2 separate regions of the Triticum aestivum genome follow, and region 2 is linked to region 1. The links are chromatin contacts, called in public Hi-C maps. All regions are on one chromosome and are shown on one strand. The core of a region is the stretch at or near the end of the contact, and the rest is flanking DNA. Distances in the headings are between cores, read along the strand shown.

Region 1 (6,548 bases), core at 2,447-4,946:
GATTTGGACGCAAGTTTGAGAGAGAAAACGTTTTGACTAGATAGAACTACGAAAAAAGGGCAAACTCTCATGTTGCGACAACTGGCATGCTGCATGTGCGTCACTTGTCGCAACCAGGGGAATTGAAGTGATCTTTGCAACGAGTACTCCTCAATTAGTGATTTCGGGTTTCTCCCGATTTTGGGAACCTTATAGAAAGTTCCTTGAAACAGATTTTTTTTTCCTGTTGATTTTTTTGTCTGGTTTTCTTTTAGGTTATTTCTTTTTCGTTTATTTTCTCCTATGTTTTTTTCATTTTTTTATCTTTCATGTTTCTTTCTTCTTTTTTCATTTCTATCATTTTCTTGTTACTTTCTTAAAAAATTCGTAAATTTTAAAAATGTATGCAATTCAAAATTGTTCGCATTTAGACAATATGAGCGGGGTTTTGAAAAAAATGTTCGTGCTTTCAAAAAATGTTTAGAAAATTTAAAAAATGTTCATATTTTCGGAAAATGTTTTCAAATTTTAAAATAATCGTATTTTCAATAAATGTTATCTTTTCAAAATTCTGTTCACATTTTTCAAAAAATGTTCAGCAATTCCAAAAAAATATTATCATTTTCAAAATTTTGTTCACAATTTCAAAAATGTTTATGTTTTGAAAAATATTCTCATTTTCACAATTTGTTCATAATTTAAATTTTGTTCAGCAATTCAAATGTACATTTGGAATTTTATAACTTGTTCTTGTTTTCAAAATTTGCTTGCAATTTAAACAATTGTTCAGGAACTTCAAAAAATGTTCTCTTTTTTCAAATTTTGTTCACAATTCAATGAAAATTGTTCATGTTTCAAAAAGTCTTTCAGGAATTTCATAAAATGTTTTTTATTTTGTTCACAATTTGAAAAAATGTTCTTGTTTTTAAATTTTTGTTCAGAAGTTCAAAAAATAGTGATTATTAAAAAAGTTAGCATATTAGAAAAATATTCTCCTTTCAAAAATGTTCCTGATTCAAATTTTGTTCGTATATTTGAAATAAATGTTTGTCTTTCAACAAAAGGTCATATGTAAAAATATGTTCTTGCTTTCAAATTTTGTTCACAAGTTCAAAAAATGTTCTTGACTTTTAAAAAATTGTTTGCGTTTTTCCGAAAGGGTTCACCTTTCAAAAAATGTTCATAAGTTCAAAAACATATCCTCTTTTCGAATTAGTTCATAAATTCAAAAAATGTTCGCCATGTTCGCTTTTCTAGAATTTTGTTCAGACTTTTTTTTGCTCACAGAAGGCAAAATGTTGCTTTTTGTCGAAAATATTCATGGTTTCAGAAAATGTTCCTTTTTCCAACATTTGTTTTAAATTTGTTTGCAAATTCAAATATTGTTAACCAATTTGTTATCTTCAGAAAACATTTTAAATTTGTTTGCAAATTGAAATATTGTAATGGCAGCGTCGATGATTTTCGGAAAGTGTTTCAGTTTTTTATCTTCAATTTGCTAACTAATTTGAAAGTTTTTGCGTTTCACAAAACATTCAGGGTTTTGTTTCGAAAAAATTGCTCAAAATCTCAAAATTTCAAAATTCAGGGTTTTGCTCTTAAGGCCTTGGGCTGCGTTATCACGTGTGAAGCTTGATAGCTGGAGCGGCATTGTGTCTTTCCCCAAGGTTCCTGGGTTCTATCCCCCGCAAGTGTGCTTTTTTAGCTACAGTATGCGATCACAGCCGGTCTGTACTTCATGGACGGCCCAGTTGTGGAGTCCCCTGTGTGTCCGGGCGACTGACTGCCGTAGAGAGCGGCACATTGGATCTCCCCTCCTCTGGGCGCGGCTATGTATCGGTTAGAGCGATCGTGAGCGCAATGTAGCCTGTAAAGCTACCTAAATGGGCCAGCCGTTGAAACATAGCTGTGTGGCATGCTGCTTCGTTCGCTTGCTTTCAATCGCTCGTTCGTTTCGGTTTTTCCAAAAAAGTCATTTATACTTTAATTATATTGTGAAAATATCCTAAAATTACTTTGTTTTACAAGATCTTACCAGGTACCCCTCAGCCTGTGCTCTCGCAGCTCATGAAAGATTAGCGGTTCCTTGCCTCTTGTCGCCACCGGCGCCGAGGTCTACCTCATCTTCTGTGGCTTTAGACCATGGAGGCCTGGTGGATGTTGGGCCTTGTGAAAATGAGGCTCCTGCTCCTTTTTTAAATATATTTTTGTGTTTGTTTAGGGGTTATGTCCTGCTTAGGAAGGTGAAGCAATGATGACTCTCTGAAAATGAAATGTGGTTCTCCACGCCTAGCCCCCTATCCTAGCGGTACGTCTAGCACCATTGGAGGCGAGTGGAGGTGTTTCTTTGACGGATCTCACAACATTTGGTTAGTATTTGTCTTCAATGGGTCTACTTGGCTCCGGTCCTCGTTAGTCTGTATTCATGTGTTTACATGTTGGATACTTTATCTACTCTTCTCTTCATTGGCGGCGGTTGTTGTTTTGGGCGCTGGTTCTGTGAGGCATTAGCACAACGACTTGCCGATTGTTTACTACAACAAGATTTGTCCGGCTTTGGTAAGGAAGAGGCCACTAGGGCGGTGCGCCTTCGGTCGCTCCGGTGCTTGTAGTTGTCGCTACGTAGTCTACAGATGTTTATGTATTTTTTTTGTTACTTCTGGTGTTCTTTGTACTACCATTAATATTGGTTAGAAATTTTTTCCTGCAAGATAGAATAATATCCTAGAATATAATTATTTATATTTCAAATGTTTATGCACTGTTTAGAAAAAAAAATATGTGGTAAAGAAAATGTCCATGCCACCTTTAACAAAAAATAATGGCATGAAGAAAATATACATAAGGAAATGTTCACGTGTTCCCAAAAAATGGCGTGACTTTTACAAATTGTTTATACAGTGTAAAAAATGTTCGTTCAATTGAAAAAACTATTTTGTGCCATTCAAAAAAGTATGTGACATTAGAAAATGTTGACATGTTTCCAACAAATGTTCTTGAAATTTATAAAAAATATACAATGCAAAAATAATCGTGCAGTTTTATGAAAATGTCTCGTGCCATTAATAAAAATCCATTGTGCATTTAGAAAATGTTTAACATGTAATAGAAAAGTCGAAAAACATCTATTTGAAAAAATATACATCATGTATCTGAAAAATGTTCAACGTGTATAAAAAATTATCGAAATTTATATAAAAATTGTATAATAAAGTAGTCGGTACAAGAAACACACTTGTTGTTTCGTGCCGGCTTGCTTTACCGAGTCGGTTAGGCCGTGGATTCAGTAATCGGGCCGCTAGGAGAATATATCGCGTCTTGGGCTGGGCCTCCCGCACAATTGCGTGCTGATAGCACCCACAATCTCGCCTGGCTCCGGAGAGCCGCTCGTGTAGCGTTCGTTGCTGGCTTGTTCATCAGTTTGGGCAACGATCGTGGCACGGTGGTTCCGGTAGAATTCCCGTCCTGTGCACGGCGGTACGGTAATCAATCCCCTGCCCAGAGAAAAAACGTCAAAGACGACGTGAACGCCGCACTAAATACGCCCCGCGCCATTATTAACTCCGGGCTCCGGTACTCCCAAATCACCCGCGCCCACGCATTCAATCCGGGCAGCAGAGCAAAGCAAATGAAAGCAGCTCAAGGCGCACGCGCACACGCCGCGCGCCAGCGGCCGTACCCGTGTTCCGTCTCTCTGTCCACCCACATCGGTCACGCCTTGAAGTCTCCACGCAGCCAACCACCACCCCCGACACCCGCGCCGTCCATCTCCGGAGATGCACGGCCGGCTGCGAGCATGCGTGGATGCCCAGGTACTGGTAGTAGAAAAAGACTGGAGGTGGACGACGCGTTTGCTGCGGGCTTCTGCAGCTGTAGCGGCAGAGCCAAGCCAAGTAGGAGGAGTAGCGGCTGGCGGTTCGCAATCAAGTCCTGGCTACCTAGCTCTAGCTGATCCATTTGCATGGATGGATCATGCCGAAATCACTATTTTGACTCTTTCAGCAAACTTTGTCACAAAGTGAACTTGACATGAAAATATTTCACGATCTAACCTTTTTAGAAACGTCATAGCCCGCGGCGTTTCTGTCCAACATAGCAACGCCGAGATAGCTAGCGCTTCTATCCAACAAAGAAACGCCGAGGTAGCTCGCGTTTCGGACCAGGTGAGAAACGCCATAGGCCTTGGCGTTTCTTCGTTAGCACCCAACCCACTCGCTGCCTCGTCAGGGTTTTCCTCCTCAGCTGCCAGAGACACCGGGCCAGAAACGCCAAGACTAGCGGCGTTTTCGGCCTTCTTAGAAACGCCAAGGTAAGAAACTACTCGGTAACCAGGGCCGCAACGCCAAGACATATGGCGTTTGTTTTTTGGTCAGAAACGCCAACGCCTATGGCGTTTCTTACATGGTCTAAAACACGAGCTACCTCAGCGCTTCTTTGTTGGACAGAAGCGCTAGCTACCTCGGCGTTGTTATGTTGGGAAGAAACATCGTGGGCTATGACGTTGCTAAAAAGGTTAGATTGTAAAATACTTTCATGTCGAGTTTATTTTGTGGCAAAGTTTACTGAAAGGATCGAAATAGTGAAAAGTCCGATGAATCACCGGGAACGTACAGCTGCAATGAAAGCACACTGGCGGGTGGCCACTGTTACTCGCTTGTAGCTGGTCGTCTCGGTCGCCAACTGTGTTCCTCCTTTGTTTGTACAGTAACTTGTAAGAGCATCTAAAAGATCCGGTATACCTGGTCCTGCAAAAATCGGTTCAAAGGAAACTGCAAAACGTTTTTTTTGCATTTTTATGATACGACTTTTGTTCTAGCAGATCGGATCCCGATAAAATATTTCATTGTTCCAGTAAAATTGCACAAACCCTTCTAAAAATGACCGTTTAATTATAATTGGAATCCGTCTCGACTGCGACGGCAACAACGTACGGCAGCTCGCGTGCAGCGACCGTGGCATGCGCGGCGGCTACCTAGCTCGTTGGCTCGCAGCGGCTGCTAGCTAGCTAGCTCACGAGGGAAACAACGGCAACACTAGCTCGTGGGGGACGGTGTGCGGCAGGCAGCGTTGGCGACGGTGGCGGCGTGCGGCAGCTCGCATGCGGCACCGGCGGCGAGATTTGGCCGATATCGAGCTCGGGAAGTCATGGCGCCGACTCCGAGGAAAGCGGTTGGGGCTGAAATTTTCTTCCCACCAAAGAAAAGGGGATTCTTCAAAATCGGACGAAATTCCATACATATGCATATAGAGGAATTGGGCTTGTGGACGCGCGATCCCACACAAATTTAGGCCTTCTTTGATTCAAAGGATTCTCAAAGAAATTTTGGAGGATTCTAATCCTTAGGAATTTTTTTTATCTTGGTTGTTTGATTCGTAGGATTGTAAACCATAGGAATTTTTTCATAGGATTCATTTGCACTAGATTTCATAGGAAATATCCCATCCACTCAAACCTCTTTGAAAAAATCCTGCATTTTTTTTATGAACAATGAAACGCTCGTACAATCCTGTAGGATTCAAGACGACATTCCACTCTAATCCTATGTTTTTCCTATTCCCGCATTTTGGAAATCCTACGAATCAAAGAGGCCCTTAGTTTTTATGATTCATGGAATTATGCGTTGTAAAGCATAAAGTAAAAAAACAAATTTAGAGTATGTATTCGGGCAGGGGTTTACAGGATGGATCCCGCAAACCAGTGGTTATTATAGCGGACAGTCCGATTGGCGGGATCTGCTAAAGATGCTCTAAAGAGCATGTCTGTGCTGTCACAGTACATGCATTGTGTAGTAGATTGTAGTAGAACCATTGTTGCAATGGAGGCGAATGGGTCTACCAGTAGCAGATTAAGAGGTTGGGTGTACATGTTGATGCACGCGATAACCGCCCGCATAGGTCCGGACCACGGAAGCCATCCAACGCGGTCCTGTATCGATCCGCAGGGCAGTCCAGACCATAATTTTCTCGTAAATTGGAACTAAATGTGGGGTGTGTGTGCGGGAATTCGGACACGAGAAAGGACGGACTCTAACGCCGCTTGCCCACCCAAAAGGAAGGTGGAGCCCATGCTTTTGTAGCAACCCGGACTGTTTCAGCGCCAAAATTCACCACTCTCTTCTTCAATCCCCGCCACTCTCCACCCAATTCCTTCCCTTTTCTCCCACCCTCTCCTTCCTTTGTTCACTGACGCATGGAATTGTCGAAGAACCTTTCGAAGATGGAGGTGGCGTAGGTGCAGGAGTATTCAAGCATCACGCTCTCCTGGAAGATCAGCTCGGCTATGCGGCAAAATCGTCATGTAAAAATGAAGGCCACAAAGGAGGGGAAGCTCAAGAAGTAGATGGTTGTCGGTGGGCGTGGTGGTGGCGTTGGGCGTGGTGGTCGTGGCGGATGCGGCAGACATCTTGGCGGAGGTCGCGGTGCTCAGACGGGCGCGCCCACAGTACAGACGAAGCCGTGGCCGGAACATTACAAGCCTCCGTACTTCTACGCCGCCAAGCAACCAGGAACAGTCGCTGGGAAGGTGCCTTACATCATCGACGTTAATGATAACCCACAAGTATAGGGGA
Region 2 (6,548 bases), core at 2,137-4,636, 140 kb after region 1:
GGCTGATACTCGTGATATGTTTGGTTGGTGTCTGAAACGGACCTTACCATTTCTTTGGTTATAGCCAAATTTTTTGCCCTTGATTTGTTTGGATAGTTGGCATTTTTTGTCAATATTGGTCACTTCATCAGGAAGATAAACATTCACTCAAATTTGATCGTAGGGTGAATCTTGATAAATCATAGGTGTTTTTTTAGCAAGGGTTGCCCTCAAACTGCTAGAGGTGGGCAAGTCAAATAGTGAGACCTTCAAGTACTTGAAGCATGGAAATATGGAGCAAGATTCCAAAAGTGTCCTTCTCAGCTCGACCTCATGTGAGCTCGGTATAAACAGTAAGACAAATTTTAACATGCTTCCTCTTACCCTTTCTTTTTAGGCCTTTTTTGATTCATAGGATAGGATTATTGTAGGAATAGGAATTTTGTAGGAAATGAGATGACATGTATCTCAAATCCTATGAGTAGGAATAGGAAACGAGATGTCATTTGGTTGACACCAAAGAAATTTTTCCATTGAGTCTAGGCTCATTTTTATTTTCCTATGAAATGTGGAGGATAGGAACCAATCCTATGTAGGAATAGGAATCTATTCCTATGAATCAAAGGGCTCTAAAAGAAAAAAAAAATCCTATAAGAATCCTATCCTCTAAAATTTCTATGAAATTCCTCCAAACCAAAGAAGGCCTTACATCTAAGGTAAGAAGGTAAGAGTTAATCAGATCACTAATTAATGAGATCAACGGCTCAGATCTATTATATACTTTTACCTCTCATGAGAAAAGAGGGGTAAGAGGGAGCATGTTAAAACTGCTCAAACAATAAAGTCTGAAATTTTTGAAAAGAACTATTTTTTATAAATTTTAACAAATGTTTTCAATGCTTGCAAAGTTTCATCATGAATGACATTTGTGGAAGTCGTGGCAATAAAATAAAAAAAAATTAGCAATGTAAAATGCTTTTGAAAATAACTTTTTTGCAGCATTGATTTTGTTCTTTTTCCACGACTTGCACAAATGTTATTCCATGATGAAATTTTACAAGTACTTAGAACAATTGTCAATGTTTGACACAGAAAAAATAGAATTTGTTTTTTTGGGTGATTTTATTGTTCACCTGAGCTCATTTGAGCTCGAGCTGAGAACATCACATCTACAAGATTCAAGGTTAGCTTGGAAATTTATTGTTTGTTGGGGGAAAATATGTGGTGATCAAGTCGGTGGTACAAACTATCCCGGTTTATTTTATGTTCTATTTTAAACTCTCACTTGGGCTCTGCGAGTATATTAACACTTTTATAGGGAAATACTGGTGGCGAAGCAAAGGAGGTGAACATAAAGTGGCTTGGGTTAGGTTTTCGTGATTTCGAGATGTTTAACCTTGCGTGTCTAGCAAGGCAAGCATGGAGATTATTGGAAGAACCTAGTTCTTTGAGTGCGAGAATATTGAAAACGGTTTACTATCCAGATAGCTCAATCCTTGATGTGAATCTTGGCTCTCACTCATCATAAATCAGGAGATCAATCATTAAAGTACGTGATATTCTAGCCCATGGCCTTATAAAAAGAATAGATGACGGAGCCTCCACTGAAATATTGTGTCACAACTGGCTTCCTCGACAAGGGACGATGAGGCCAATTACCACATGAACAAATGGAAATGCTACCATCGTATGTGAGCTCATAGATGAGATGTAGAAATGCAAACATTAAGGTGTGTTTACAAAGACTTGCCCAACAGCCGATCACATGTTATGATCTTCTTCACCATCGAAATATGTCTAGCACTCCTAATTGCTCATTATGTGGTTGTCAAGACTCACGACATCATTCTTTGATTGACCGCTCGATGTTGAGATGTGTTTGGGTTCTGTCTAATGAAGAAGTTCCTGAGCATACGATCGACACGACATTTGAAGCCCTAGCCCGCTGAGAAGCTCAAGCTCTAGCGGATGATCTGCTGCCAAACACTTACCCAACGCCTCTGACTGTGCAACCGTTGAGCAGGATATATCGAAATGTAGGAGGAAGGCATGGTGCCATTGTCAGGGAAATCATTGCTCGTGCAAGGGATTTCGAGTACTGTCGTGTTGTCTATGGAAGTCGCAAGAGTAAACATAAGGCGGATAGTGTAGCTAAATTCTCATTATCTTTAGATGTTGGTTGCCATATTTGGCTAGTTGCGCCACTTGATATTTGTAACAATCCCTTTGAACGTCATCGAAAATAAAGTGCAATAATGTTCCCTGAAACAAATCACCAAAAATTTGAGTGGCTAATTTATTTGGTAGGGTGAAATTGAGCTCAAACCAAACGCACGCTTAAGGCATGTGAGACTTTTTTTGGGGAAGATGGCACGTGAGACTTGCGAGAAGCTCTCAATTCTCTTTAGATACCATAATTATTCTAACTATCATTACAACCGATTTTGCCTACGCTCATACTTTTACGTTTTGTGATAGTCTACTAATATTCAAAAACTCGCTTCCTGTGAACCAACCCTAGTCATGGGTTTGTCATCCCAAAAGCCAGTCCCGGATATGTGAGGTTCTTCTGGCGACGTTGATCTCGCCACCACAACATGCAACACCGCCCTTGCCCCTTGAAGCATTCAACATCGATTTTGCCACCACAACATGCAACACCGCCCTTGGCCCTTGAAGGACTCAACTGCCATCGTCCCTTGACGGTCATCATCTTGATAACATGTCACCGTCGTCCGCTTCTTCCACTCTCGAGGTGTGACGGAGAAGGCATCGTGCTCGACCACATTTGATGCATTAGTAGCAGGAAGGTATCTGAGTGTTGGCACCATGAGGGCCTCGTCGGCGATACATGTGTGCTCGTTAAGGGAGAGAGAGAGACCAGCGACGACAGAAAATCGGAGAGAAGAGAAAACTAGAGATGAAAATCTATTTAATACTCTTGTCTCATTGACGGCCATATTTGAAGTTTATAAGTCCAAACAAAGTATTCGATCGACTAGCTTGAACAAAACAACAACTTAAAACTGCTTTTTCTAAAAATCTCTACAACTAGTTTTGCTAAAATTTAGTCCAAATATTACTACTCCCTCCAATACGTGGAGCCGGGATCCGCTGACGTACGCCCCCCTGAGGTTGGGTCATTGATGGATGGGTCCGGATCCATACATCAGTGTGTGATCCATACGTCAAAGGAGTCACGTCTCCAATACGTAAGCATATTATGGGACGGATGGAGAAGTTACCAAAACAGCTACCATGGCATTGGCAAGCTAAGCTCTGATCTGAGCCGTTGAGGCTTTCTTCTGAGCAACACGTCAATCCAAATGTCCCAACCCAACGGCCGTTCATTCAAAATTTGAATTTCTGGAACTTATAAAGTGACGTTACTTGTGGAGAGGCTGCAGACGTTGCTGGTCTGACAAGGCAATATAAATCATATAAATCCGCCTTTCCATTTTTCTCCGAGGCAACCAAAAGGGGGAAAACGCGAAGGCCGAGGGGCAAAGCGGCGGCACGGCGGCGCGGCGGAAGGCAATCCGGTGGCGCGCAAGGACGCCGCGATGCCGGTAACAAGAGGGCGCGCCGCGGCGGCGGCGGCGGCGGTGGCGGCAGATGAGGAAGAGGGCCACGCGCCCATCGACATCTCCTCGGATTCCGATGCCGGCGGATCCGAAGAGTCCGGGTCGTCGTCGGAGGAGGAGGAGGAGCCCAGCAGCGACGAAGACTACATCGACATCAGCGACAGCGGCGAGAGCTGCGTCGACGTCAGCGACAGCGGCGAGAGCTACGTCGACATCAGCGACAGCGACAGCGAAGACGATGAGGACGACGATGAGGAAGGCGGCCGCGCGGGGAACGAGGGGGAAGCGGGGGCGGAACGACCCGGCGCGGATCGGAGCGAGGCTGCCTGCACCAAAATCGCCGATCTCCTCCGCCGTATGCACCTCTATCCCTTTCTCGTTTGCTCTCGGCCGTAATTCGGATGATTGCGTTCTATAGGCAGGCGATATTTTTGAAAATCTGGAGCGGAATTGGAACTCGTAGATAGTGCTGATTGCCGTTTGATTCTTGGAAAACGTGGCATGTGCTTGGCACTGTTGATCTAATAAACTTGTACTAGATAGTTCTGCGTACTGTAAGCTTAGAACCCTGTCGGGGAAGTAGCTTCGTGGTATGGATTGCATCCAGAGGAGACTCAATCTGTGAGCACCTGTGGGTTAGTAAAATCTAGTTTTTTTTTTAGAAAAGGAGGATGACCCCCGGCCACTTTATTGATTATTTTCGAGGACCTTACAAAGTATTACAACAATATGCTTGAATCCGCCATCTTGGCAACATATGCCACTACTCCTATCCATATGATGAAGGGGTGCTACCTGGGCCACATACCCGGTCTACTCACCTAAGCCTATCATCAAAAGCTAGAAGCCCCAGCCGAGCCACATACCGGGTCTTGGGCATAAACTGGTCTGACGCACTCACATGTGTCGTCGCTGCCATCTTCCACAGGTCCGTCTTCAGAGCAGATATTGAGGCTTCTACCTTGTCAGGCCACTCCGTCATCGACGCCACCTTGACGCCAGACAACTACCTCCACCTGCGCGAGTCCATCACCGCGCATTGGGCGCCGAGTCTCCACTGCACCACGCCGCCGAGATCCGCCGTCATCAATGTGAAGGATGAATTACCGCTCCACCAAAAAAGGCACCCGTTGATCCATCGATCCCGTGTACGCCTCCAAGAATGACGCCCCCAAGGAGGAAACGACACCAACGCGCCGCCGTCATCCGATCTACTGATCTAGAGTTTCCCTCGAAGGTAGCGGATAGAGGTCTAGAGCTTCTCCATGGCGATGCCTTCAAGAAGGTAATGACACCACAGGGTGCCACCAACGCCGGTCTTGGCATCAAGCCAAGCACAAGGTTTTCACCCGGATCTGCTCGAAGAACCTCCATCACGTATTGTGCGCACGGGTCGCCGCCGATCTGAGCCGCCGCACATGGCGCAGGCCGCACCGGCCAGATCAGATCTGTCCGGAGGGCACAACCCGCATGGTGCCGACCCAACCACCAGGCCCTCCATGCCGCCACAGTCGATCCGAGGTCAGATGGTGTGTCGCCGCAGACCCAGCCGCCGCCGCCGAACGCCGCCACGCAGCCCGAGACAGGGCTGGCTGCCGCACCCCACCATCGCCGCCCTTGGCCGAGGCAGCCGCCACGCCGCCGCCGGAAGGCAGGCCCGCCGCGCCGCCAGGCCAGATCGGCCGTGCCACCCACGCCGCGGGGCTCCGCACCGCCCGCACGGCGCAGGCAAGAGGGAAGACCCCCGCCACCGCCATCAGCCCCGGGCTATAGCCGGCGGCGTCCTTCGGCGGCGGCGGAGGGAGTGGAGGACGGATGGGGACCCCCGGCGGCTAGGGTTTTAGATCCCGCCCGAGTCGCCCGAGCGGGGGCGACGCTGGGGGAGGGAGGGGAGTATTTCCGTGATCTTAGCCAATAGTGCAACTCAATCAAGTCAATCAAGTTATAAAATCTAGTGCAACTCAATCAAGTCGCGAAACATAGTCTTCCTTGAGTGATATTGGACACCGTGGATGATGCTGCACCCTGGAACCCTGTGGGCTGTTGAGAATTAACGTTGTTCGTGGTGGGATACATCCAGGGGGAACTCGATCTGATTTCTTGCTGGTTGGAGGAATCTAGTGCAACTGAATTTAGTCGCAGAATGTGGTCTGCCTCCTAGTGATATTGAACATCACAGCCTCACCTGAAGAAATAGGATTCCCAAATTATGTAGATATTTTTGTAGGCAGCTATAATTTGTTTTGAAATACAGGCAGAATGGTTGTTGAAATGGATATGAGCAATTGGCAGGACCAACTTCAATGAAAACCAGTGGTTGAATTGAGCTGGAATCCTTGGCACGACTTCTGTCATGTTTGAGATGGTAGAAGTTAGGACAGTGCTATATGATATGGCTAGACCTTGCTTTTGTTCTGTTTGTTCCAGAGCAAAACATGAATTTATTGAACATCATGGTCCTTATATCTGAGTGTACTCTCTTATTTCCTACATAATTTGATGAGCAATATTTTCTTGTAGGTGGGAGAAACCTGGATGGGATTAAGTTGGCGGAGTGCAAAGCATATTTAAAGAATAACGGTCTTCCCCAAGTTGGGGACATAGCAACTTGTGTCGAAAGAATAATGCTGCATCGGAGGTTCGTTATTTGATATGTCCTAGTCATGAACTATTCAGTAAATTGGCGCTTGTCCTCAACTATTGGGACGAATAGCTTTTGCATCTGATATCGATAGTCACATTTAAAAAAACACTCCCTGCATTATTATTTTTGTTCTTGGTTTTTCTTTAATCCCAAATCCCCTGTTATATGGTGATGCGACATTTCTGAAATAGGTTCAAAGATGAAGATCCTGAGAAGATTTATCCTCGGTCATCCTTTTGTATTAACTGTAAAGGTGAGTTCCCACTTGTCATGGAAGCTTTCTCTTATCTGCATACAAAATTATGGAAGGCAGTTGACCATGGTCTGTGAATTAGGCGATG

Evidence for each region. A called contact is a pair of places that touch in the nucleus more often than the background predicts.
Region 2: a contact with region 1 is called in a Hi-C map of leaf, with 2.3 times the contacts expected there. The contact joins the promoter of LOC123187926 here to the enhancer-like site in region 1. A contact is called at or near these places in 3 of 5 Hi-C or Micro-C datasets (leaf and an unstated tissue) and 1 of 1 datasets of contacts at active chromatin or transcription factors (leaf).

What each region holds. Positions count from the first base shown.
Region 1 is chr2A:122,944,590-122,951,137 of IWGSC CS RefSeq v2.1, forward strand. No RefSeq gene overlaps it. Among protein-coding and RNA genes, the nearest start is that of LOC100037569, 89 kb to the left of the region's middle. Within about 2 kb of position 3,697, at least 3 of the 8 cell types and tissues checked have an H3K27ac peak or open chromatin away from gene starts, as enhancers often do.
Region 2 is chr2A:123,082,851-123,089,398 of IWGSC CS RefSeq v2.1, forward strand. It overlaps LOC123187926 (zinc finger CCCH domain-containing protein 62), which reads left to right and starts at 3,387. Exons shown (of 8, transcript XM_044599922.1): 1 at 3,387-3,918; 2 at 6,084-6,201; 3 at 6,399-6,460; 4 at 6,543-6,548. The coding sequence starts at 3,543.